Linked DNA regions of Sus scrofa: region 2 is linked to region 1. The links are chromatin contacts, called in public HiChIP or PLAC-seq maps. All regions are on one chromosome and are shown on one strand. The core of a region is the stretch at or near the end of the contact, and the rest is flanking DNA. Distances in the headings are between cores, read along the strand shown.

The links. HiChIP or PLAC-seq counts read pairs in DNA pulled down with a chosen protein or histone mark.
Region 2: a contact with region 1 is called in an H3K27ac HiChIP or PLAC-seq map of skeletal muscle. The contact joins the promoter of CAP2 here to the promoter of RBM24 in region 1. A contact is called at or near these places in 8 of 47 Hi-C or Micro-C datasets (brain, fetal heart ventricle, fetal skeletal muscle and 3 more) and 1 of 2 datasets of contacts at active chromatin or transcription factors (skeletal muscle).

What each region holds. Positions count from the first base shown.
Region 1 is chr7:13,122,622-13,128,678 of Sscrofa11.1, reverse strand. It overlaps RBM24 (RNA-binding protein 24), which reads right to left and starts at 2,161. Exons shown (of 4, transcript XM_001925447.6): 1 at 1,186-2,161; 2 at 1-76. The coding sequence starts at 1,353. It overlaps LOC110261788 (a long non-coding RNA gene), which reads left to right and starts at 2,131. Exons shown (of 3, transcript XR_002346330.1): 1 at 2,131-5,515.
Region 2 is chr7:13,208,962-13,215,018 of Sscrofa11.1, reverse strand. It overlaps CAP2 (adenylyl cyclase-associated protein 2), which reads right to left and starts at 3,909. Exons shown (of 13, transcript XM_021100214.1): 1 at 3,356-3,909.

The sequences.
Region 1 (6,057 bases), core at 912-3,411:
TGGCCTTCCTGCCGTCAATGATGGGGTTGGGATCCTTGCAGGCTCTTTCGGCAGCAGCGCGGTCAGCCATGGTGACCTTAGCAACATACACACACAGACAGACACACAAAGCTCTAAATCAACCCCCGAAGAAACCAAGAATCGTACTGGAGAAGTCATTCATGTTAATAAAACCGAGGGGGTTCTTAAACTTTTCCTTTCTCTTTTTTTTTGGGGGGGGAGCGTGGGGTGGGGGGCAGCAACTTATTACTTGATCCTCCATCCGAAACAAAAAGAGAAAACAGAGGAGCCCCCCCCCCCAAGTCCTAAAGGTGCTAGTAAGGCCTAGCAGAGATTCGGAAGCCTGAACTCCGTCTTAGAACACCTCCACATCCCCCCCACCCCCGCCCCCGACCATTCCCCAGGTCCCTCCGCGGCCTGAGAGGCACAGTTTGCTTTAAAGAAAGACTAGCCGCACCTCCGCCCGCCCGTTGTTCCCATCCCCGCAAACACTCCCCAACGACAATAGCTATTGTCCTACGCTGGGGCTCCCCGCTCCTCGGTGGCTGAATTTACACGCGGAAATCTCCGGGAAGCTTACTAGGCTCTCTTTCACTTCGGCAAAGAGCCAGAAGCTGATCTTTTAAAAGAACGCATCTTTGCAATTTACAAAAAAAGGGAGGAGGGAGGTGGCAGAAGAGGAGGCCCAGACCTCCTGAGGTGTCCGCTCTCTGCCCCAGCCGGAGCACCAGGAGGACCCACGCCTCTTGACAAAGCAACAGCGCGCTTCCAGACCGGCCTCCAACCCGAGTGCAACTCCTAGGGGCTGTGGCTCCCAATCCCCCGCAACCCCAAACCCAGCGGTGGTTACAGTTCTCTCCTTCCACCCCTGCTCCGCCTGTCCCTCGACTTCGCAGTGCTCTCCATCCCCTCCGAGCCCCCGAAGGCAGGCGCCGGCCCTCCCTCCCCCAGCTCCGCCGCGCGCAAACTTTCAGTTCAGCCGGGAGCGAAGGGGCAACAGCGCGCGCGCCCGCGGGGATCCTCGCACAGTCACTCCGAGCCCCCCACTCCAAACTCCGACCCCCTCGGGCCAAGCGCCACTCTGCCCTTTCCCGCCTCCGCGGTCCTCGATTTCCCCGCCAGGCTTTTTGTCGCCCTCTCCACTCCCCCACCCCCACCCCCCGGCCCCGCATCCGCGCAACTTACAAATCCATAGCCCCGGGACTTGCCGGTCTGCCGGTCGGTGATGACCACCGCCTCCTCGATCTCGCCGAAGACCTCGAAGTACTTGCGCAGGCTGGCGTCGGTGGTGTGGTAGGGCAGCCCCCCGACGAAGATCTTGGTGTACGTCGTGTCCTTCTGGGTCGTGTGCATCTTCGCGCCGGCCCCGCGGCTCGGGCTCCGGCTGCGGCTGCGGCTGCGGCTTGGGCAGCGGCTGCGCCTCCTCCTCCGGCTCCGCGTCTCCCGCACCCTTTCGCGGCCTCCGGGGACCAAGGGCGAGCCCGGGGGCGAGGACGGCGGCGCGGCGGGGACGAGCGGCCGGGGGCGGCCGAGGGCGCGGGGCGCGCAGCTGCCGAGGTCGCCAGCAGCCCGGGAGACTTGACTTCGCTCTCTCCTCCCGCCCCCCCTGCCGGTCACAGTACAAATTCTCCCGATCGTCTGGGTTAGGCTGCGGTTCCTTAGGATGTGCAAACGGTTTTCACTCACCCGGCGGGGAGGCCAAAAATGAAAAGGGAGGGTGGTCCTCAAGCCGAGAACTGGGGTGCGTTTAGAGGTAGATTTTTCTTTCCTAGAAATTAGGTAGGTGTCTCGCGCGGGGCGTGGGTAGGGTCGGCTGGGAGAGCGTCCTGGCACGGAGGTGGTTGAGCTGGGGGCGCGGCGGCGGCGGCGGCGGCGGAGCCGGGGGTAGGGGACTCCGCGCGGCTTCGGCTCGGGTTCTGTCCCTCCCGCCGCGGAAGCTGGAAGACAAGTGGCGAGGACAGCTCTCCACCTCTCTGCTCCCTTCCCCCGCGGGCCGGGGGTCGGCGCCCGGCTGGGGAGGGGGCGGGCCGGACTCCTGCGATTGGCCGCGGCCGCACCTGGGGCGCCCGGCGCCGCCGCCCCCCAGCTGTTGGGAACAGCTGCTTCTCTAGCCGCGCGGCGTGGCGCTGGGCGGCCAGACTCCGGCTCTGCAGCCGGCGCTGGGGTAGGGCTGGGGATGGCTGGAGGCGGCCTGGCTCTCGGCGTCGCCGGCCCTAACCGGACAAAGTCCTAGGGACTCAGCGCGGCCCCAGCCGGGACCTGGGACACGGGGACTACGCCCGAATAGGGAGCCACGTCTCTTTCCAAAACGGCCACGCGAGCTCTTTGCGCTCGGCCTCGGTGACACGGCTGACGACCTGGACTGAAGAGCTGGGGGCCCCGAGGCCTGGAGCGGTTCGCTGGGAGGCCAATTCCCTCCGGGCGCGAGGCGCCCACGAGCTCCGCCAAGGACACCGGAGTTGGATACCCTCGCGTCTGGAGAGTGAAAAGGGGGGCCCCCAACCTTCCTTGACCCCAATGAGCTGGTGGTGAGGACAAAACCAGAGAGGCACAGCCAGGAGGGAGAAAATGGTCTGGTCCTCGGGTGTACTGGGGAGAACCATCAGCTTTCTTTGCTCAGGGCTCAGCCAGGCTAAGTTACCGTAGACACCTGTCTATCAGGCACAGCCTTCTATTTCAAAGGACCATAAATTAGCACTTCATCTCACAGTCACCAAATTTGTGTCCTCCCTAACTATTCGGAAAGATTGATGCAGATTTCACATCATAAATTCACCTTTTCCCCCCTAAGCAAAGAATTAACCTATTTCCTACTATTTAAATTACAGGAATGATTAGTGACTTGACCCCAACTGTTTTTATCAAGATGTAGTTGTAAAAGTGTAATTTTTGAAATAGACTTGTTACATAAGCCCTGGTTTCTACCAGCAAACCTTTAAGCATTTGTAGAAAATAAAGACCATGTATATTTATTTTTTCGGATCAGTTTTTTTTTTTTTTTTTTTTTTTTTTTTAAATCAAGAGTTCATTCCATTAGTCTGTAAACTCATGGTCATATTTGAGGTTTGGCTGAAGATGTTTAATGGGAGCAGAATGTTTCACCCTCCACTGTTGGCACTCAGTTTGCTTTTAAGTCATTTCCACCAGAAGTGTCCACTGAAGTCCACACAGTAACTGCCCCTGGGCAGCAACATTTATTCAGTTTAAAGCAGTTCAGTGTTAACCTATTAGAGAGGCACATACTTTTGTTCCTCTCTCCAGGGCACATTTGCAGTCAGCCCAAGAGGATGTGATATATTGCATTTGCAAAAGCTAATGGGAATGCAAATATTCTTGTGCAATATGTTGGATTCTGTTTTTCATCTTGCTGACTTTACATGAGGCTGGCCTTTTGAGGTCATCCATTTCTTTAAGTGTGAACCCCCAGTGGGAGTTATGGAGGACTAAGAAATCAAAAGTTTCTTGAAAAATCTTTTAAAAATCCAATTGAAGAAAAAGATTTTACAGGCTTGACAGCCAGAAAGTGAAATTGTAAACAACACCCTCTCCTCATTGCCGAGTTAAAATACAGGTTGAAAAGGAACTCTTTGTACTGGTACCATGAAAGATGATTTTTAAAAATTCGAAAAACAAAGCAGGCCATGAAACAGAGGAGGCGTGTTTTTCTAAATATTCAACATCCACCGTGCAGTGTCACTTAAGAATTACTGTACTTAGATGAGGCTCAGGCAAAACCTCTATTGTGAGAGGAAGCTACTTACTGAGAACAGTGATTTAGGCGGTCTCGCTTCTCTTCCTACCTGGATGGGGAGCCCACCCCAGAGAGACTGTGATAATATCAGGGAGGTGGGTGTCTGGAAGTGTAGCCAGCAGCTCCCATGTTCAGGAGGTAAAGTGGTGAAATCTACAAGGAAATTCTGATCCTAGGTTGGGATACCTGGGTGGTAGAACCTGGCTTCTGGAAAAAAGATGCTTCCCTGCCATGGTCTCAGAGAAGCTACTGTGGCCGTCCTCCGCAGTCCTTCCAACAATAAATTTGATAACTTTGTTTGAAACGTCCTTCATTTTGTATGAAATGATGCTTGGATCTCCCGAATTTTGAATTCCAGGGATAATTAAAGCATTACTTTAATCTGGTGTTACGTGACCCATTGAAAACAAAGGTTAAGAGGAATGAAGTTTCCTTATTTTCCAAACCAATTCAACTAGAAGCTGAAGTCATACTCTGTTCAGCTTGACAAACCACTGAGCGCCCCCCACAGGCAGGTGCTGGGTTAGGGCGGGACATTGCTGGAGCTGGGTTTGTTTGACATTTGCTCTTAAGTAGGTACAGTTACAATAGCCAGATTCATTCTTAGTGGGTTTATGAACCTGAGCCATCAGACCATGTAGCCTTGGGGACATAACATCTTTGCGAATTCAAAGTTTCAAGATTATTAAGTACCAAATATTTTTGCATAATTACCCATTACAAATTCAGGTTTGAGAAACAATACTTGGGTAATCCTTTTGCTTTCTCAGCTGCTTTTGGCAGAGAAGAACGCTTGTATATTCACAGCGATATGATGTGTGTTTCTCTAGAAAGGAAGAGCCATAAAATCCTTTAAAAGTTATAAATAGGTTCCAAGCTTGTCATATCCAAATGACTACATATGGATGGCCCTGAATCCTCGATTCCTACTCCATGGCAAGATCAATATTATTTCATTACTTACAGTACATTATTGTCCACTTTGTTGAAGATCTTTATCTGATCTGAAAGGCTAAAACCAAAATTCCAAGTTTCATGTTCATTTATCTGTTTTTTTTTTTTTTTCCCCCTCTTCCTCTTAACTTAATCATGGAGATCAACTCTGGGCTAATAAAGAATGTTGAGTAAAGAGAGTAATATTTCCCAAGGGAGGGAAGTACTACTCCAGGTTAAGGAGGTGCCTCCTCCAGAGATGGTATTGCTCTGGGCAGTTACTCTCCTCCAGGAAGGGCTGGTCTCTTAAGATGTTGCTTGATCTCCTGCAGGTCAATGATGTCTTCCACTGGGTACCACACACATGAATACTGAAGAAATATTTATTGGAGAGACCTGCTATTGTAAAGCAAGTATCTTATCTACTTGCAAGCTTGATGAGAGAAAATACATTCTTAGAACTAACCATTTGCAAAATATTTCAGCCAGGCACTTTTTTTTTTTTTTAATTTGGAAAACAAAAATGTAGCTTCCATGACGTCTTTTGTTTTGGTTGTTTGGAGATGTTTACCTTCTTTTGAGAGTCTGTGAGCATTCTGATGTAAACCCAACAGGTTTTCTGCCCTTTGCAGAAGTCCCATGATCAGATGTATTTCTGTTTTTCTGGGTGGGTTGGTAATTTTCTCTTAGTAACAGATAACAAATGTGTGTAATAGGTTATGCTGCTATTTTAGTGTGCAGAAGAGTTGGCAGTCAGAAACCTAGTCAGTTCAGCTCAGATCCACCTCTGGGAGAATTCTGTTCATGCTGCATTAACCCACATCTAAGCTGGTAAGTAAAATGAAATGGAAATTTGTAACTGTTATTCAATCATGAAAGTCATAATGCCTCTTTTATCATCCAGCGTCCAGAAAATAGACAGCAAAATAGTGTCACATTAGAGGATGAGGGAAGGACAAAAATGAAAGTGAGGGGGACAAAAAAAGTTCACTGCCACCTCACCCATCCGACAGTTTCATGCTGCCTGTGTAGAAGTGGCTTTAAGTGTCCACACACTTTAAATTCTATTACATAAGTCTAAAAGGGAAGGAAGAGAATTCAAACAGTTTAAATCCACTGTGTTTCTTCACACTTTAAATTCAGGGTGTACTTTGGTTTTAAGTCTTTAAACAGTGAGCCTTGGAGTTGCCAAGTTATTTTAAGGAGAAGATGATCTCTCCAAATGGTATTGAATGACTTTTTCTGGATGACAGATTCATTCTGATGATGTTGCTGGGAGGCCCAGGACACAGTGCAGTGAAAATAGCCCTGGATCCCAAGACAGGAGACTAGGGCCCAGTCCAAGCCATCATTAACCAGCTCCAAGACCTCGT
Region 2 (6,057 bases), core at 2,660-5,159, 85 kb before region 1:
TCATGTATGTTGTAGCATGTATCTGTATTTCATTCTTTTTTATGGCCAAATAATAGTCCACTGTATGACTCTACTACATTTTACTTATCCATTCATCAGTTGATGGACAGGTGGGCTGTTTCTACCTTTTGGCTGTTATGAACGTGTTGGTATAAATATTTGTGTATAGGTTTTTGTTTGACATACGATATCATTTCTCTTGAATATAGATACCTAGAGTAAAACTGCTATATTATATGGTAACTTGATGTTTAATTTTTGAGGAAATGTCAAATTGTTTTCCAAAGCAGTTGTACCATTTAATAGTCTAACCAGCAACATATAAGGGTTCCAATTCTTTCATGTCCTCACCAACACTTATTATCTGACTTTTTTTTTTTTTTTTTTTTTTTTTTTTTTTGTCTTTTTGCCTTTTCTAGGGCCGCTCCTATGGCATATGGAGGTTCCCAGGCTAGGGGTCTAATTGGAGCTGTAGCCACTAGCCTACGCCAGAGCCACAGCAACTCGGGATCCGAGCCGCATCTGCAACCCACACCACAGCTCACGGCAACACCGGATCCCCAACACCCTGAGCAAAGCCAGGGATCGAATCCGCAACCTCATGGTTCCTAGTTGGTTCCTAGTTCGTTAACCACTGCGCCACGACGGGAACTCCTATCTGACTTTCTGATTCTCGCCATCCCAGTGGGTGTGAAGTGGTATCTCATAGACCATTTGCGTTTTTAATTTGCATTTTTCTGATGCTGAGCATCAGAGTAATGATGCTGAGCATCTTTCCATGTGCTTATTGGCCATTCGTATATTTTTGGAGAAATGTTCATTCAGATGTCTCGACCATTTTCACATTTATCATTTTATTATTAAGGTGTAAGAACTTGTCATATATTTTGGATACAAGTTCCTTACCAGATAGAGAATTTAAAAATATTTTCTCCCATTCCGTAGGTTACCTTTTCACATCATCTAGTTCTTAAGTTTTTAAAGCTGTGATAAGGTTATAGGTGGTCATTTGTAAGTAATGGTGATAGCTTACATACATCTAGTATATTGTTTTTATGTATATTACATAATTAATGAATTAAAAACAAAACCTCGTGTATAAAAATGTCTATTAGGAAATATTCAACACAAAACAAAACACTGTAATGCCCAAAATAGGTTATGGCTACTCTTGAAGGCATTTAACTTAACTCCTGGATATGACCTAGGCACTTGGAGAATCTGGCCCATTAATCTTTTCAAAAGGTTCCTCTCCAAACTCTACCACATGGTAGAGAGGAGTAGCATACCAGTACCAAGAGGACAAACCTGCCCCCTCTCCCATACTGCTTTTGTGATCGCCCCGTCTTCTTCTAAACTAAAAATGAATATCACATTTTTTTAAAGCCTGAAAAAAAAAAAAAGACTATTTCATTACTGGTGAAAATTGTACGAACTTCAAATTTCAGGGTCCACAAATAAGTGAAATATAGTCATACCATTCCTTTAGGTATTGACTATGGCTTCTTTTAAGCTACAGCACAGATGAGCTGTTACTCAAGAGACCATCTAGCCAGCAAAACCTACATGTTTTTTTTTTTTTTTTTGCTATTTCTTTGGGCCGCTCCTGCGGCATATGGAGGTTCCCAGGCTAGGGGTCCAATCGGAGCTGTAGCCACCGGCCTACGCCAGAGCCACAGCAACTCGGGATCCGAGCCGCGTCTGCAACCTACACCACAGCTCACGGCAACGCCGGATCGTTAACCCACTGAGCAAGGGCAGGGACCGAACCCGCAACCTCATGGTTCCTAGTCGGATTCGTTAACCACTGCGCCACGACGGGAACTCCCAAAACCTACATGTTTACTCTCCAGCCCTTCACTCAAAAAGGTTGCCAGACCGTAAAATATGTCAACAAATTCAATTACTTCTCACTTTGACAACGAGCAGCAAAAACCTATTTCCTACAAGTCAAAACCACCTTGACAGTCACTGTCATGATTTCTCGTAGTCAACTTTTTTTTCTCTTTAATAAATATATATATGACACCTTGATTTAATTTTATTTAGGATTTTTAGATTTGGGGATCATAGAGGAGACCTTCCTTGCACAATAATGCTTCAAAAAATCATGATCCAGCTTCACTCAAACCACTGAGTTAATCATTTTCACAAACTTTTATTTTTTATTGCCTGCTCATTACATGCTGTGGGTCAAATACTGCTTGGTACAGTAAAAACTACCAAAAACTCCATCTTGCCCTCAAGAGGCTTACAGTCTAATTAGACTCTGGTAACTCTAAGAAAAATTCCTCCAAAGATCACCCCACAGTTGTAATCTTACATTAAAGGGGCTTAGACACGTTACCAGAAATTTGAAGCCATGCTCCTTAAACTAAAGTTTATGTAAGCAGTCAAGAAATAGCACTCTGTAAATAATTCTGGTAAACTTTGGGGCTTTAAGTCCCATAGGCTTCTGTATTCCCTACATCACCAAAGAGTCTTGCTCTTTTATGCTGTGTTCATCTCTACTTTGGCTGTTTGGACCTAACCCTCGTTCAATATCCTAAATGCAGCCACCCATATTTACTCATTTTAGAGAATGCATCCATCGGTTCAAATACTGCTAAAACTTGCAGCCTGTTGGGGCTGTCAGACACCACTCTGGTGGCAATAAAGCAAAGGCCATCTGCTTATGCGATTATTAGTCCCCAAAGTGGTGATAACGAGGCTACTACCTCCATGAATCACCCTCTATCCAAAGGAGACAGGAACTGAGCGGCAAGGTGCCCTCTTGAACTGTCCCTCAATGCCTCAGTGGCCTTTGCATTTTTTGAAAGTGACTCATGGCCTCGAGTCAGGTTCTGCAGAGAAGCCAGGTCCTTTTCTTTCCAGTCCTCTCTGGAGACGGTCAGATCCAGTGCAATGACAGTCCCCCTCAATCTCTGCACTGCCCTGAAGCTCAGAGCCAAGAGGAAGAGAACCTCCAAAGTTAGATGGGCCTGTCGCGCAGCAGCAGCAGCAGTAGCAGCAGCAGCAGCAGCAGCGAGGCGGGGGGAGGCCAGGATCTAACCCCGTTCCAGCAGGGCAGGCGGCGGGGGCAGGGAGGGCCGCTGCACTGACCCAGATGGGGCGCTCGCTGGCACGAGCCCTGCTCCGCCGGTGCCCCGCAAAGTCTCGCTGTCCGCGCGGCGTTCTGACCCCACAGGCGCCCGAGCCTCCTTTATTCCCTGCACGCCCGCCGCGCCCCAGCCCCTCTGCACCCCACCCACTGAGCGCAACTTCCAAGCACGGCCTCCTCGAGGTACCCCTACCCCCCCTCCACCTGCACCTCGGCCCTTCCCCACCCTCGCAGGGCCCAGCCGCTCCGGATTACCTGCTTGGGGGCCTGGGGTCTGGTGCTCGGCTCGGTGATGCCGCGCTCGGCCACTCGCACCCTCCTCCTGCCTGCCCGCCACCCCTCCTCCTCCTCCTCCCCCCTGAGTAGGAGTCCGTGTCAGTCACGCTGCTCCGGGGAGAGTGGCCGGCGGCTTCCGGGAGCTCCAAATACAGACAAGCCGAGGGGGAGAGAGGGAGCGGGAGGGAGGGAGGAGAGCCAAGCTCCGCGGGTGGAGAGTGGAAATAAAGGGGAGCAGAGAGGAGAGGGGGATGGACGAAAGGAGGGGCAGATGGGCCGTGGGAGAAACGAGAGGGAGATGAGGAAGGCAGAGGACGAGAAAGAGAGCCTGCCAAGCGCCAGCCTGGGAGAGAAATGAATTCACCGCATCAGGCAGTATTGCGATGAAGTCTGGAAAGATCCGGGAGGCTCCTGGCTGAAGGAGCCACAGATTGGATCCTCAAAGACTTTTGTAGAGAAATGATGGGTCCTTAGGAAGGAAGAGACAGGCCTGTGTGTTCTTCAACCCAGTGGAGGTATAGAGGTCCTGGCTGGAGAGGGAGGTGGACAAGTAATGCTTTAGCTAGCCATCAAGTTCAGATGCGCTCATATTTTGTAACAGTATTTTAAAAATGTATTTTTAAATGTATTTTACATACGTCTTTAAAAATTAAAAATTGCCCGATTATTTCAAAACAAAGGTATCCCCAACCACATGTGCTTTTTTTTTTTAATGTAAATTTGTAGCCATTCTTCTTCATACATTGATTATAATTACAAAATTGGGTGTTTTTGTTTTTACTTTTTTGTTAACACTATTAGAAGGAAAACACTGATTTTCAGTTTTCATTAGTTCATTTCAATCTGGAATAAGCTCTTCATTGAATGAATGCAAGGGAAATAATTACAGAAAATGAGGGTAATTGATATTACTTAAAGCAAATTTTTTAAACACACACTAGGATGAGTGTCTACAAATCCAGTACTCTCTGTTGAGGTTAGAAGTGCATCTAATTTGGTTCTGTGCATTCCAAGGCTTATTCTGACCCTATAGGTCACCACTTAAATGAGGGTGTTGCCTATTACACATGGCTCTAGTCCAGAAGTGGTGATGGGGAGTGTCTCTTTGCTCCCCTTTGTCGGGAAAGACAAAGAAGGGAAACAAAGTGGCATTGTTTATGACACTGGTAACATAAGACAAACTTCCAAGCATCCAGTCCAACAAAACTTTTTTTTTCTCTAGCATTAACTTCAATCATCATTAATAGAGCATTTCTTTTAGCCAAGCATATTGTGCACTGGAGTATAAAGTATTATAGAGGATAAAGGTGAATGAGGCACACATCCTCCCCTTAGATTTATAGTATAATGAGAAGATGAACAGAGTATAAAAATAACCAGAGGGTAAGGAAGACTACAAAACTTGTCCTGAGAGAAGTATGAACAATGTCCGTGGATGTGCAGAAAAGAGGGAGTTGGCTTCCAGCACCAGGGACCAAAGAGTACTTCCTGGTGGAGGTAAGAGTTGAGTCTTCAAGCAGAAATAAGATGATAAGAATGGGCAGTGGAGAAAGCGTACTTAAGATCAAAGGAACAACAGGGACAAAAGTGGAGAGGTGAAAACGATGGGACAGGTACAAAGGACAGTCAGTGAGCTTAGCTGGAATGGAGAGTTGGGTGTTCCAGATCTGGGAAGCAAAGATAGGTCCCACGTGCTGAGGGCTGTCAATGTTGGCCTAAGTTGTTGGAACCATAAGGGGCAAGCATTGGGGGATTATTGACAGGTGTGGAACAGAATTATGACAATGAGAGTTAATTTGGAGGTGCTATCTAGGATTGGAAAGAGGAGGTAGAGAAATCTTCTAAGAAATAATTCATTAGTTTGGAGGAGAAAGGAGTGAGTCTTAACCTGCTGCCTAAATTCTTCCAATGTAACTAATTCCACCTCGTGTAGCATCCGTGTGTGATGTGACAGATGCCTCAGTGGGGCTACCCCCCAGTGAACTCTTCTTCCTCACAACTCTCTAATATTTATGGTTCATATTTTCCAACTAGACCTGAAAGTTCCAAGAAAGCAGGGATCAAGTCCTTTAAAAAGTTCAAGGTGATTTTCCCAAGGCAAATACAGAAAGGTCACTGAATACATATTTACTGATACATTTTTTTCTTTTACAAGATTTGTTCTATAAGTGGTGGAGTTGGAAAGAAGACAAGACACTGGGCTTTTTAAAATCTTTTCAGACCTTGAGATTCCAACCCAAATGCTTGCCTTTCTCCTTAGCAGATGACCTTGTTACGTGCTGACAAGGCGGCTGCTGCCTCATATTTAATTTGAATTAATGCTCCCTTAATTGCCAAAGCTAACAACATTCTTATCTTATTCCATCTTGGGCCTCTACATTGCACCCAAGACTCCCCTTCTCCGTTGATTTTGTCCCTCTGGATAACACCCTGGTTGCCACCATCTAGGGCTCTACCAGAACGCTGCTAACACAGTGGAAGTTGGGGGTGGGGGTGGGGGGGGTGCATCACTGGAATGGTTCTGCAGTTCTGTCTTTCTTTATATTGTGTAAAGTTTTTAAGTTGATTGGGTTTTTTTGTTTTGTTTTGTTTTGTTTTTTTTGGCCATGGTCATGCCACATGGAAGTTCCTGAGCCAGGGATTAAACCCAAGCCACAGAAGTGACTCGAGCTGCTGCAGTA